Regions from separate parts of the Rattus norvegicus genome. Here region 1 is linked to region 2. Evidence: chromatin contacts called from public Hi-C data. All regions are on one chromosome and are shown on one strand. The core of a region is the stretch at or near the end of the contact, and the rest is flanking DNA. Distances in the headings are between cores, read along the strand shown.

Evidence for each region. A called contact is a pair of places that touch in the nucleus more often than the background predicts.
Region 1: a contact with region 2 is called in a Hi-C map of the A7r5 cell line, with 2.5 times the contacts expected there. The contact joins the promoter of Ndufa12 here to the promoter of Vezt in region 2. A contact is called at or near these places in 2 of 12 Hi-C or Micro-C datasets (the A7r5 cell line and liver).

The regions. Positions count from the first base shown.
Region 1 is chr7:30,654,002-30,660,042 of GRCr8, forward strand. Ndufa12 (NADH:ubiquinone oxidoreductase subunit A12) reads left to right here and starts at 4,315. Exons shown (of 4, transcript NM_001106781.2): 1 at 4,315-4,422; 2 at 5,260-5,342. The coding sequence starts at 4,337. Nr2c1 (nuclear receptor subfamily 2, group C, member 1) reads left to right here. Exons shown (of 14, transcript NM_145780.2): 14 at 1-147.
Region 2 is chr7:30,481,340-30,486,856 of GRCr8, forward strand. It overlaps Vezt (vezatin, adherens junctions transmembrane protein), which reads right to left and starts at 3,027. Exons shown (of 12, transcript NM_001006984.1): 1 at 2,933-3,027. The coding sequence starts at 2,968. It overlaps Fgd6 (FYVE, RhoGEF and PH domain containing 6), which reads left to right and starts at 3,261. Exons shown (of 21, transcript NM_001137645.1): 1 at 3,261-3,583. The coding sequence starts at 3,568.

The DNA.
Region 1 (6,041 bases), core at 3,065-5,564, 170 kb after region 2:
TACCCTGTCTGTCCTATAGGAATGAATCAACAATGGTACGGGGCTGTTCTTGGGGAGGATGACACTTAAGACTCTCTCCTCCTGACTGTCTACACTAAGCTTTCTCATTCTATTTTATAAAACAAATAAACTAGTCTTTCCCCCCTGAATTGTGTTTTTTTCCTGTTTAATGCCACTGGGCCTGTATACTGTAACAATGAGATACCTAAGCAGAAACTTCTTACGTCTGACTCATCCATGGTTATCTTAGTTACCAGGCCAAAAGGTTATTTTATGCTCAATGATGTAATGATAATGCCAGAGCTATAGGAAATAAATATATATATGCTTTTATACACATCAAGGTGCCCGTTAGCATATAACACTCGTTGCTGGCAATGAGACATGAGCCATTTGTATTTTTTTTAGTGTAGTAGATTATTAGTTACAAGCACTTTTATTCGTTGTGGTAGAAAATTACTCTTGAGAATAGGATGAGGATCCTGTTTTAAAATTTGGGATTTACTGTGTTTTAAACATAGTAGAGACGCCCCCGGGCTGTGTTAGTATTTTAGAATAGATAGTAAAATAGTTGTTTTTTTTCATCCCACAGAAAGCCTCTGTCCTCTTCTCAGATGCAGGCTCAGCTTCTCCACCCTACTCTGGCCTTTAGCCATTTTTATGAGGTCTTTTAAAAAGACTCACCCAGTTTGTTAAGTAATGCAGTTATCAAAGCCCATATGGTTCCAAGGTTGAGTTAAATAATTAAAGCAAGTAATAATTTGTAAAAGCAAAAGAATCTGCACCGGTTCTTTTCACTGCAAAGTCGAGGAGGGCTGCTGTCACAACCTCACGTCTCATTATTTGCTACAACCAAAGCATTTCAGACTCCTCGGTCTTCCATGCCGCTGTGACAATCAGTATTTATACTGATTTTATAATGGATTCCTTCAGTGCATCTATTCATCTATTGGCTGATATTCTCCTCCCCTCCCTCTCCCCCTCCCTCCTTTCCACATCTCCATTTTGTTTTCTTGAGACAGGATCTTGTCACCCAGCCAGACTGAACTCAAGTTTGCGGTAACCTTCCTGCCTCCAGCTCCCTATTGCTGGGATTATAGACACGCATCACATCCTAATATTTATTTTTAAAACACAAATGTAGAGATTTTACTGCAACCAGAATACATTTTTATTATTAATAGTTTTGCTGAATTTTTCTATTGGGGGTGGTGGATTTTACCACTAATAGTAGTAATTAAAAGTGTAGTCTTGCAAATGTTATGGACTTACTACGAGAGCTTTATTTTCTGTTTCATTTTGTCAACAGCTCGATTTATAATAAGCTTCTGGGGGAGAACTTCATAGAGTGTAAAATGCTCAAACGGAATATTTCAGTAGGGCATGTGTAACCTGCATCCTAACACATCTGTAGATGACGACGTCTTATCAGTGTCAAAACGGTGGGCGCCTTTGATACTTTTAACGTCTCAAGACAGTAAGCCAAGGATTCACACACATAAAAAACTGTCCTCGCGGTTATTTCTTTGAGATATTTTTCCTGATGAAATTTGTAGTTACATTGGGAAGTCTTTTGGAAACTGCATTAAAATGTGACTTGCCTTACAAATTTCTGTATCCTGTCAATGGATTTTATTTCAATGACCTATTTATTTGGTGTTTGGACGCCTTCTACATTGTAGGGCATCCCAGTGGGAGAGCTTGTGCTTAGCTTAGTATTTACAAAGCCCTAGCTTCACTCTCCCGTAGTAGAAGGAAGGAAATCGTGTGAGATTCTTAAGAACAAAAGTAATGGCAAGATGGCTTAGAGGGGCAGAGCACTTCCTGTGAAAGCCCAGCTACCTGAGTTCAGTCTCTTTCCTTTGAGCTCCACACATGCACTATGCCACATACATGCCCCCCTTGCATGCATATGTGCACATACACATACATACGTGCACACACATGGACTTTATGATTATATAAACAAAGATAGCCTACAATCATGGGAATAAGTACGTACAGCATGCAGAATATAATTTAACCAGTGTATTGTTACATACAGAAGCTAGTGATCAAGAAGCAAGAGAGTCAAGTCTAGGTAATAGTTGGGAAGGTAGGAGGAAGGTGCAAACAGGGGAAGCTATAGAAGGGGCTTCAGAACTATTGACAGTATGTCATGCACCAATGGTTTTGTAGTTAGCCACTCCAAACCTACCAGTTAGAATTGTGCATTTTCACACGAATGTATAATTCGGACAGAGGTTGTCAGGGACAACCGGTCTCCATTCAGTCAGAACAGGGTTCTTACAGAAATCATGGATTTAAATCTTTGTAGTCACTAAGTGTTAGTGGCTATAAGCTGGAACTTGCGGTGGGACAGAAGCCAGGGCATGTCTGGAGTCCCTCTGTTCTGCGTCTCACGGCCTACTGGCCAAGTTCTAAGGGTAAGAACCTGAGGCCAGTTTGCCTTCTTTCCTGCTATCAGAAGTTTCCTATGACTCCCCTGCATTCTAGTCCTCAAAAAAGATAACCTGTTGTGAGGAATACGTAAAGAACACACAACTTGGGAACAAAATACAAACAACTCAAAATTCCATTGGTACACCATCAACAATGTTCAAATTACAGTACATGATCATCTTTTTAACAGTGTGCATGCATACGTGTCTGTGCATGCACGTGTGTGTGTGTGCACGTGTGGGGTGTGTGTGTGTGTGTGTGTGTATGTGTGTGGAGGGTGGGTATGGGACCCCTGTGCACTGTTTGTGGGACAATTACCATGGTGCAACCATAGTGAAGAGCAATATAATTATTCTTTAGAACTTAGAATTTCCATAGAATTTCCATATGATCCAGAAGTCCCACCTCTGGATCTATGTCCAAATGCTTAAAGACTGGACCTCAATATTCGCACACACATGTTCTCTGGCACTTTGTTCACAATAGCAAAGAGATGAAAAAGCCTGAATTACCATAACAAAAGGGTGAAGATAGGACACTTAATACATACACATACTCGATGTAGTTTATTTATTATTCAGCTTTAAGAAAATGATCCTAAGGCTGGGGAGATGGAGTGGGTAAAGTGCTTCCTGGATTTCCAGAACCCAGACAAGCCACACATGGTGGTGTCCGTCTGTGTTTGGGGCAGAAGGCAGGGGATGGAGTTGCAGACAAGTGGATCCTGAGGGCTCACTGCCAGACAGTCTAGACAAATGTCAGGTTCAGATTCAGTGAAAGACCTTGCCTCCAAAACTAAGGTGGGGGAGCTGGGGAGATGGCTCAACAATTAATGCCGGCTGCTGTCACAGAAGACTGGCTCTGGTTTTGAGTGCCAACTTGAATGTTCATAGCAGCCTGTATCTCCACTCCAGGGTTCTGAGTTCTCCTCCGGCCCCCTACGACACTGCATACTTTTACCACACAGACATACATTCAGGAACTCACATAAATATAAAAAATATTTTAAGAATATTGGCTGCTCCTGCCAAGGACCTGGGTTTGATCCCAGCCTGCCTTGCAAGAGCGAGAAACCGAGTTACATCTCAGACCCCATATAGAGAATGCAGATATGGTGGCACCTTTGTAGACTCAGTGCTGGGGAAGGGGAGGCAGGTGTATCCTCGAGGTTCCCAGTCTGGCCAGCCTGGTCTACCTGACATGTTCCTATTTTTAACCTTTAGTTTTATTAATTCTAGTCTTCTCTTTCTTTTGGTTTTTATGGTTAGGGGTTTGCCAGTATTGTTTATTTATTTTATTATTTTGTAAAGCAGTAATTCTGTGATGGAGTCTACATAGCGTATATGCTTACACTTTGAATATTAACCTTGCAACTGTAAAATAGCAAATCCTTGAGGTATCTTAATCTTATTCTTTGCAATTCCTCATTATTCATCTACTAACACACCGACGCTTAATGAATTAAAAATTGTACGGACTCTGTGTCAAATGTACAATACTGCTATGGGGTCAGTAATGCATTTCTTAGCTTCTAGCGCTATAAGTAATTTTTTGGAATGAGCACCATTGTCTGGAGGAAGAAACGTACTTCTACGGGAGAAACTCGCATCTGGGGAAGCTTCGTTTGCTGTACTTCCCCTCGCAAGGTCGCTTTCTGGATACGGCTTCTGAAAACATTAACATTCATTTCACTTTTAGGAAACACCAACTTTTGTCCGCTATAATACGGAGAGAAGCCTCCCTGCGCGAGCTCCAGCTCTGCGCGTGCGCAGAGCGACCTCCGCCGCCCGCTCCTGATTAGGAACCTCCAAACGTTGGTTCCTTGCTGTCTAGTGGCAGCTTCCGCCGGGCAGCTTTTACCGGAGCACGGAAAGGGCGGGCCACGCAGTTCAGAATGGAGCAACTGCGGGTCCTGAAGCGCGGGCTGCAGCAGGTCACCGGCCACGGCGGCCTGCGGGGCCTCCTACGGGTTTTCTTCAGGTAGGAGGCCAGAGCTAGACCCAAGGTCTCTGGGGACGGACCTCTGCTGGCGGTTTTCCTGGAAAGGGGCCCAAATCGGGTCTCTTTGGAGGTCCACGGTGCCTGTCAAGGACAACAAGTTCAGTCCCAGTGTTGAGTTCCTTGGACAGAAGTCTCTGGATCTAGCTCAGCCCCGAGTGACAGAGCTGTGACGCAGGGGTTAGGTAGCTGGGCTGCTCAGGACCGAGTCCTTGGGTGTGATGAAGCTTAGCATAGCAACCTTTCTACCCCCATGGTGACCTTGGGCAAATTTTCCTCTGCACTGTGTACAGTAAGAAGTTGAAGGAGGCGATCATGCCAGCCTGATTATCCCCATAAGCAGCAGCAAATCCAGGGAGCCATTTGGAGACTCGTAGTACACACTGAATAATCCACGGGACACTCCTAATACGAAGATGAAGTACTTTGACTCCCTGAAGGTTTTGCTAACTTAGTGTCTCTGGGTGCGGGGCTAATAGTAGATACGTGGACCGTGCTTTGAAAGTAGTGTTTTAGATGTAATCCAAGCACATCTGTTGCATTGTTCATTTTTCCCAACCTGGATACATGCTGCTGGGCCAACACAGGACTCTCCGGAGCTCTTTGCCGGAAAGTTGAGTTGTGAAAGGTGATTCATGAGCGTTGAGTGGCTAGAGCCTTCTGCTGAAGGCTTGATGTGTACAAGCAGTGAGCATCCCCAGTTTCTCCTCGTTCTTGTGGTTGACGCCGCAGTCGGTGGTACTCTCACTTTATTTCTGGTTTTGCCTTGAACAGTGAATCATTCTGAGATGCCTTTCTTTTCCCCCTGTGTACTTAAAGGGCAAATGATATAAGGCTCGGTACCTTGGTGGGGGAAGACAAATACGGAAACAAATACTACGAAGACAACAAGCAGTTTTTTGGTGAGTGCAGTATTTATATATATAAATTGGATTGGGGTTGGGATTCTGAGTCTTATCTGTGACGGCCGGCATGAGCTGATACAAAGTTACCTGGAAAGGAAAACTCAATAGGATTTAAAAGATGGGCAGAAGAGAGGGCTCAGACAGTTTGGGCACCTACCACCATACATAGTGACCTGAAATACACCCGTCAACGATGACATACCTCATCTTTCAGGAGAAGGAAGTCAAGCCATCTATCTATCAGCTCAAACTATTCTGTAGAGGTATGTAAGCCATATTTACATGGCTGCAAGCTGGTGCCCCAGAAGTTTGCATTTTGTTCTATAGCCATAATATTTTAAACACAAATGTAAAACCTCAGGCTTTGGTCAGTTTTAAAAAGTCTGAGCTGGCCATTGTGGTGCCTGTAGTCCCACAGGGCAGGGGCAAGAGACTTGCCAAGGTTTGAGGCTAGCCAGGACAGCCTGGGCTACAGAGAAACCCTACCAAGCAAAAACCAAAAACCAGATTTTTTTTATTGATGAAGCAGCCAAGGCTCAAGGAAATGTCTTCACCAAAGAGGCTTGATCTTACAACTGAAATGGCAACAGAACCCCAAGAAGATATTCTTTCTCATTGTTTTGTTGTTAGGAATTAAAGTAACTCCTTCTCCCTCTTTTTTCTTCTGTTCTCATGCTAAAATATAAATATCTTTAT
Region 2 (5,517 bases), core at 1,777-4,276:
TACATAACATAAATAAATAAATAATAATAAACCTATAGAAAGGTTCTTAATAACACTGCTTATAACAATTTCAAAGCAGATACTACTTAATGTACGTCCCTCAGAAGACCTGACTAAAAAGAGCCATGAGATATTGTATGAAAAATAAAATGCATAGGTAATCATATAAATAAACGTCACAAAACAGCAAGAAAAAAAAAAGAAAAAGAGCTGGACAGAGAAAGAGCGTGTAAGTCACACCTGGCAGTGTACAGACAGTAAGAACAGATGTCACTAATCTAGGTTAATCATTATAGTTCTGAGTAGTGGTTATCCTTGGGGTGGGGACTAGAAACTGACAAACAGCAGGAAGGAGGGGCAGAGTGTTAGTGATGTTCCACTTATCATTTGCACACCCATCAATGTGTACACTTTCAGTATGTGTACATGCCTTATGTATACTCTGGTGTGTGTGTGTGTGTGTGTGTGTGTGTGTGTGTGTGTGTGTGTGTGTGTGTGAATGACCACAAAAGCAGAAAGCTGGAAAAGTAAGTCTACACATATGACAGTAGCAAAGCAGTAGACGAGGGAGCAATTCGTGCAGAGGCTAGAGAGATGTTGAGAGCATCGACTGCTCTTCCAGAGGACACGATCAATTGCCAGCACCCACGTGTTGGCTCACAACTGCTTGTAACTCATAGGGGATCTCAGATGTCCTTCTAAGTCTCCAAGAGCACCAAGCATATGTGTGCACAGACATCCATGCAGGCAAAATATCCATGCACATAAAGTAATAAAACATAAAAGCAATGCGCTAACGAATAGAAAAGAAAACAGAAGGAGGATTCATGCAAAGCAACTTTTAAGAAGCTAGGCTAAGGGTGGAGAATACTTACTAAGCATGGGAAAGCCCTGGCTTCAATCCCTAGCACCAAGATTGTAAATAAGTAAATACATTTTGAATGGTTAATGAATCTATAAATGTAAATCTAAGCAATATAATGTTATTATGGTGGGACACGACGAGGTGCACCTGTAATCCAAGGTACTCAGGAGGTTAAAATGAGAGAGTTTGGAGTTCAAGACCAGCTTGGATTACACACTAAGATCCTTTCTATCTCCAAAAGGAAAGGGGGGTGGCAGAGTGGGGACAAGATTAATGACATTTAAATTTATGTAAAAATAGATACAAAACTCTGTGGTATATCTTTCATGCTAAACAAACAAAAACAAACACCCATGCAAACATAGTCACACATTTGAACAGAAGAAACTTCCAAGATTTTTTTTTTTTTTGGCTTTATCTATTGTAATAAAATGTTTCGTTTTGAGACAGGGTCTCTCATGTCTCACCCTAGTCTCCCTGAGTAGCTGATAACTTTGAAGTTCTTACGATGCTCCTACAACCAACCACCTTTTGGGTGCTGGAACTGCAGGCATGTGCACACCACCCTATCCATGGTTTATGTGGTGCTGTCTATTGAGCCAAGAGACTCGTGCATTCAAGCCAAGGACTCTATCAACTGAACTACATCCCCAGACCGATAAAACGCCGCAAACCAAAAAGAAACCAAAGAAAGCAGGGCTAAAAAGAAAAAAAAAAATCAGCCACCTACTTTTCTCTCCTCTTTATCCACCACATTCGATCTGTAGCCATTCCCTCAATTTCATATTAGAAATGACAGTCTAAGTCAGTATTCATTAATTTTCCCGATTCCCAAAGTGTATGCCTTTGTCCCCTCCATTCGACTCCTCACAACTAGACCCTTCATTAGAGCAAAGCAGCCATATTTCCCACCTCGATATCATAGCTACATTAAGTCATTTTGCATGGCAACTCTCCATACTCCAGCCCCTCAAACTGCACGTTCAATATGGTCACCCCGCCCCGATCTTTGCCATACATAAAATCCTTTTCCTGGAATATAGTCTCTCCGATCTATCTTTCTAATTTCATTCAGAGCTGAAGGGTTTGCCTAGGGTATCATTTGCTGGGTGTAGCTTTTTAAAGTGCTAAGAAGGGACAACGGGTTCCAAATTAAGCTTCCACGGGCAGCTTTTAGATATCTCAACACTTCACATTCTGTACTGTACCTCACTCTCCTATTGTACACCACGGGGGGGATTTCTTGTCTTTCTCTTGTGTGAATTTCCTGAAATCTAGTTGGCTGAGGGAAAGTAAGGCATGCACATTCAATGCATACACATAACATTCCAGGGTGTGGGTATTGACCTGTCTGATGGGGAAAATGGCATTAAAAACCACTTGACTTTATTCTTTAAATTCAAGATGGCAGAGACATCTTAAAATAGTCCAACACAAAAGCCTTCACATCCAGACCAGAGCTTCCATTCAGAACTGGCTACACTTAGCGCAATAGCAAGGACAAAAGAATGGAACCTAGGGGCTGAGACTCCAGAGCTCTCACCATTGACCACAGGTTTCACTTACAGACCTTAAACCCCACATAGAAAGGCACCTGCTGCCTGCCTGCATTCCAAAGGCCACGCCTTGATGATGATTATGATGATGATGATCAGAGGCGCTTCTGGATAACAGACCCGCAAACATCAAAGATAAAAAGGGAGGAGGTTAAGAAGTATAGCGAGTATCCAGCACGTTTCGGCCCCGCCCCAACGAGGCGCAGTCCAGGGCGGTGCAGCTATAAGGTAAGTAAGGATTGATCAGGGCTCCTGCCCAAGGCCGGTCAATTGCGCCGGATCTGGGAATTCTGGGCGAGCTAGAGGCAGAGGCCAGCTACGCCAGGATACCCTGGGCTATACCTGTCAGGAGGCTGCATCGTGTAGGCCCCGAAACAGCGGAGGATTGGTGACCCAGGCCCGCAGGCGCCAGTCACCCCTTCCCTCCGCTCTGAATCTCTTTGCCTCCACGCTCTTCCTTTACTCCTTCTGAAACAAAGACAGTCCACACTCCCCGCCATTTTCTCCTCACCTCAAAAACCACCTCTTCGTCAAACTCCGGTGTCATCCTTCTCCGCCATACCACCCGCCTCAGCACGATGGGAAATGAAGGCAGGAGGGCAGGCGGCACCCAGGCTTCGGCTCCTGCCCACCTCAGGGGCACCGAAAACTACAACTCCCGGCATGCGTCGCGACTCACGCCCCTTTCCGACCTGCTTATTGGAGTAGAGGGTGAGCGTGTAAGCTGGAGGGGCGGGAGCGGGCGGGTGTTTCAGAGCTCCTATTGGAGAGTGCTATGGCTTTTGTCTGCCTTTTACATCCCGCGACTACCAGGGGGCGCCCGGAGCGCGGATTTTCTTACTAGATGAGGAGGGGTGCGCGTCCGCGAAGTCGCGGCTAGCTCCTCTCGTGCGCGCGCCTGGCGGTCGTCCCGGAGCGCGGCGGAGCGGCGCTCGTGCACGTCCCCCTGTCGCTGGCCGCTAGCGCCCGGCTCCGCCAGAGGGTCGCGGGAGCCGGCGTCCGTCCTTTGTGAGGCGCTCAGGCGGTTCGGCTGGGGTGCGGGACGGAATGTGGGCACTGCGGGGACTTTTGTCTCCTGCTCAAACTCTGGGGAGCGTGGACTGAACTGGAGCCATGGATTGAGGGCGTGTGCTGCGCGGGGCAGTCATGACTTCTGCCGTGGGTAAGTGGCCGCGCTCGCGCAGGACTGGGGAGTCGCGGCGGGCGCCGGCGGGCTCGGGCTCCCGCTGCTTTCCCCATGGGTGGCCGGTGCGGGACTGGCGCCGGTCGTCCGCGCCTGCTGTGGGGTCCCCGGGATGCCCCCCCAACTCTTGAGCCCAGGTGATGGAACGGCGTCACGGAGCTTGCTCGGGTTCCGTGACTTAGGCGCTGTCGCCTGTGCGCGGTGTGGGAAGCGTGGAGTCCGGTGCGGAGGAGTCAGTTATTCTAAGCTAGGACAGTTTTCCAGCGAGTTGAAAGTAACTCCACCACTAGCCCGCGTTGCTTTCAAACCTAGTATTTATTGACTGAAACTCTTCGCGCTAGTAAGGAGGTTTAAACGGAGCTGTTCACGCCTTGGTGTTTTGAGCCCTATTACCTGAGTGTGAACTATTAGATGACCAAACAAAACAAAACCGAGCAACCTCCCTCTCCTGCACCTACTCCTCCCTAGTTTTTGCTCATCTTCACCCTTTCCTTCCCTTCCCTTCCCTTCCTTTCTTCCTTTCTTCCTTTCTTCCTTCCTTCCTTCCTTCCTTCTTTTCTTCTCCCCCGCCCCCCAACCCCTCACCCATTTGTACCTGGACAGTGTAAACAAAGCCCTATTTTCAGTCGGTCTCCTTTCCACTCACCCAAATGACAAAAGCCTCTCCTTACCTTTGTGTGAATTTAAGCATTTCGTGTCGTTGTGTTGCGACCTTCTTCAGGAACAATTTTTATTTTCCAAATTTAAGTGTCCAAGGGTCAGTCTCTTTGTAAGAACACAGCACATTTTCAGAACCAGGATTTTAATAAGGTATGGAATATTTTTAAAAGCATCTTTAACACAACTGAAGAAACTTTGATGAGAGATTTTGTGGTAAAAGAGCTTAAAGTTTCACTTCAGTTAGGTCTAGAATTAGCACTTAAGTATCAGGTTAAATTTTCTTTGCTTTCTTTGGCAATTGTTTAAAATTCCTGCAACTTGAAAACTGTCAAGAGAGCACTCACACTAAATGTTCTCTGATTTGTATTTCTAAAGCTTTGGAGGAGTCACGCTACTAGGCAAAATCCGGATTACATCAAACAGGCAAGAAATTAGTAGCCATAAGAAAGCCAGAGGTTGATGTAGCTCTTTTCTCTTTGAAGTTACGTGTAATTTATTCACGTGATCATTGTGCTCTGGGTTAGTTACAAACCTTTCTCTTAGTTTTCGGATGCGTTCCACTTAAACAACAGATCGTTTTTTCAGCTCAAGTTTCTGGGCCCTCATCATCTTTTTTACATTACTGAATTAATATTATTGATTTAAAATAAAAACTTAAAATTAATAATTAAAATTTCTATTATTCAGCCTGGATGTTTACGATTGTTTTCTTCGAATTAATCTAGAAGGCAGCTAGCTATTTTTATACTTATCAACTTTATAATTAAGGAAATCCACAGCATTTTTGTGGTATTTAAAAGAGAGACACTTCCTGTGTCTAGCTGAGTTAGTTGATTTTTTTTTTTTTTTTAAAGAATGGCTTACTGAGAACCATTAACTACTTTTTTGCTCACCGATTTAATGAGATTTACTGTAAGTTTTTCTTACACCTAGGGGATATGGGAGAGGACTGACGTTTTTCTTTCCAGCCCATTTTGATAATGTTATACATACATTGTCCTTGTAAGGCCTGTGTGTGTGTGTGTGTGTGTGTGTGTGTGTGTGTGTGTGTGTGTGTGTGTTAATGAAATTTATTAAAGCTTCGGGGAAAGTTACTATTGGAGCAGAGTGTTAGTTTCAGCCTGTTCCAGTGTAGTTGGGAAGATTGGCCTACTTTAAGATTAGGGGGTTGTTGTCCAACATTTAAGTGGTGTGTGTCCTGAAGGAAAGCTTGCTTTGGTTTTGTTTGTTTGTATACAGTTGTTGAAGAGTGA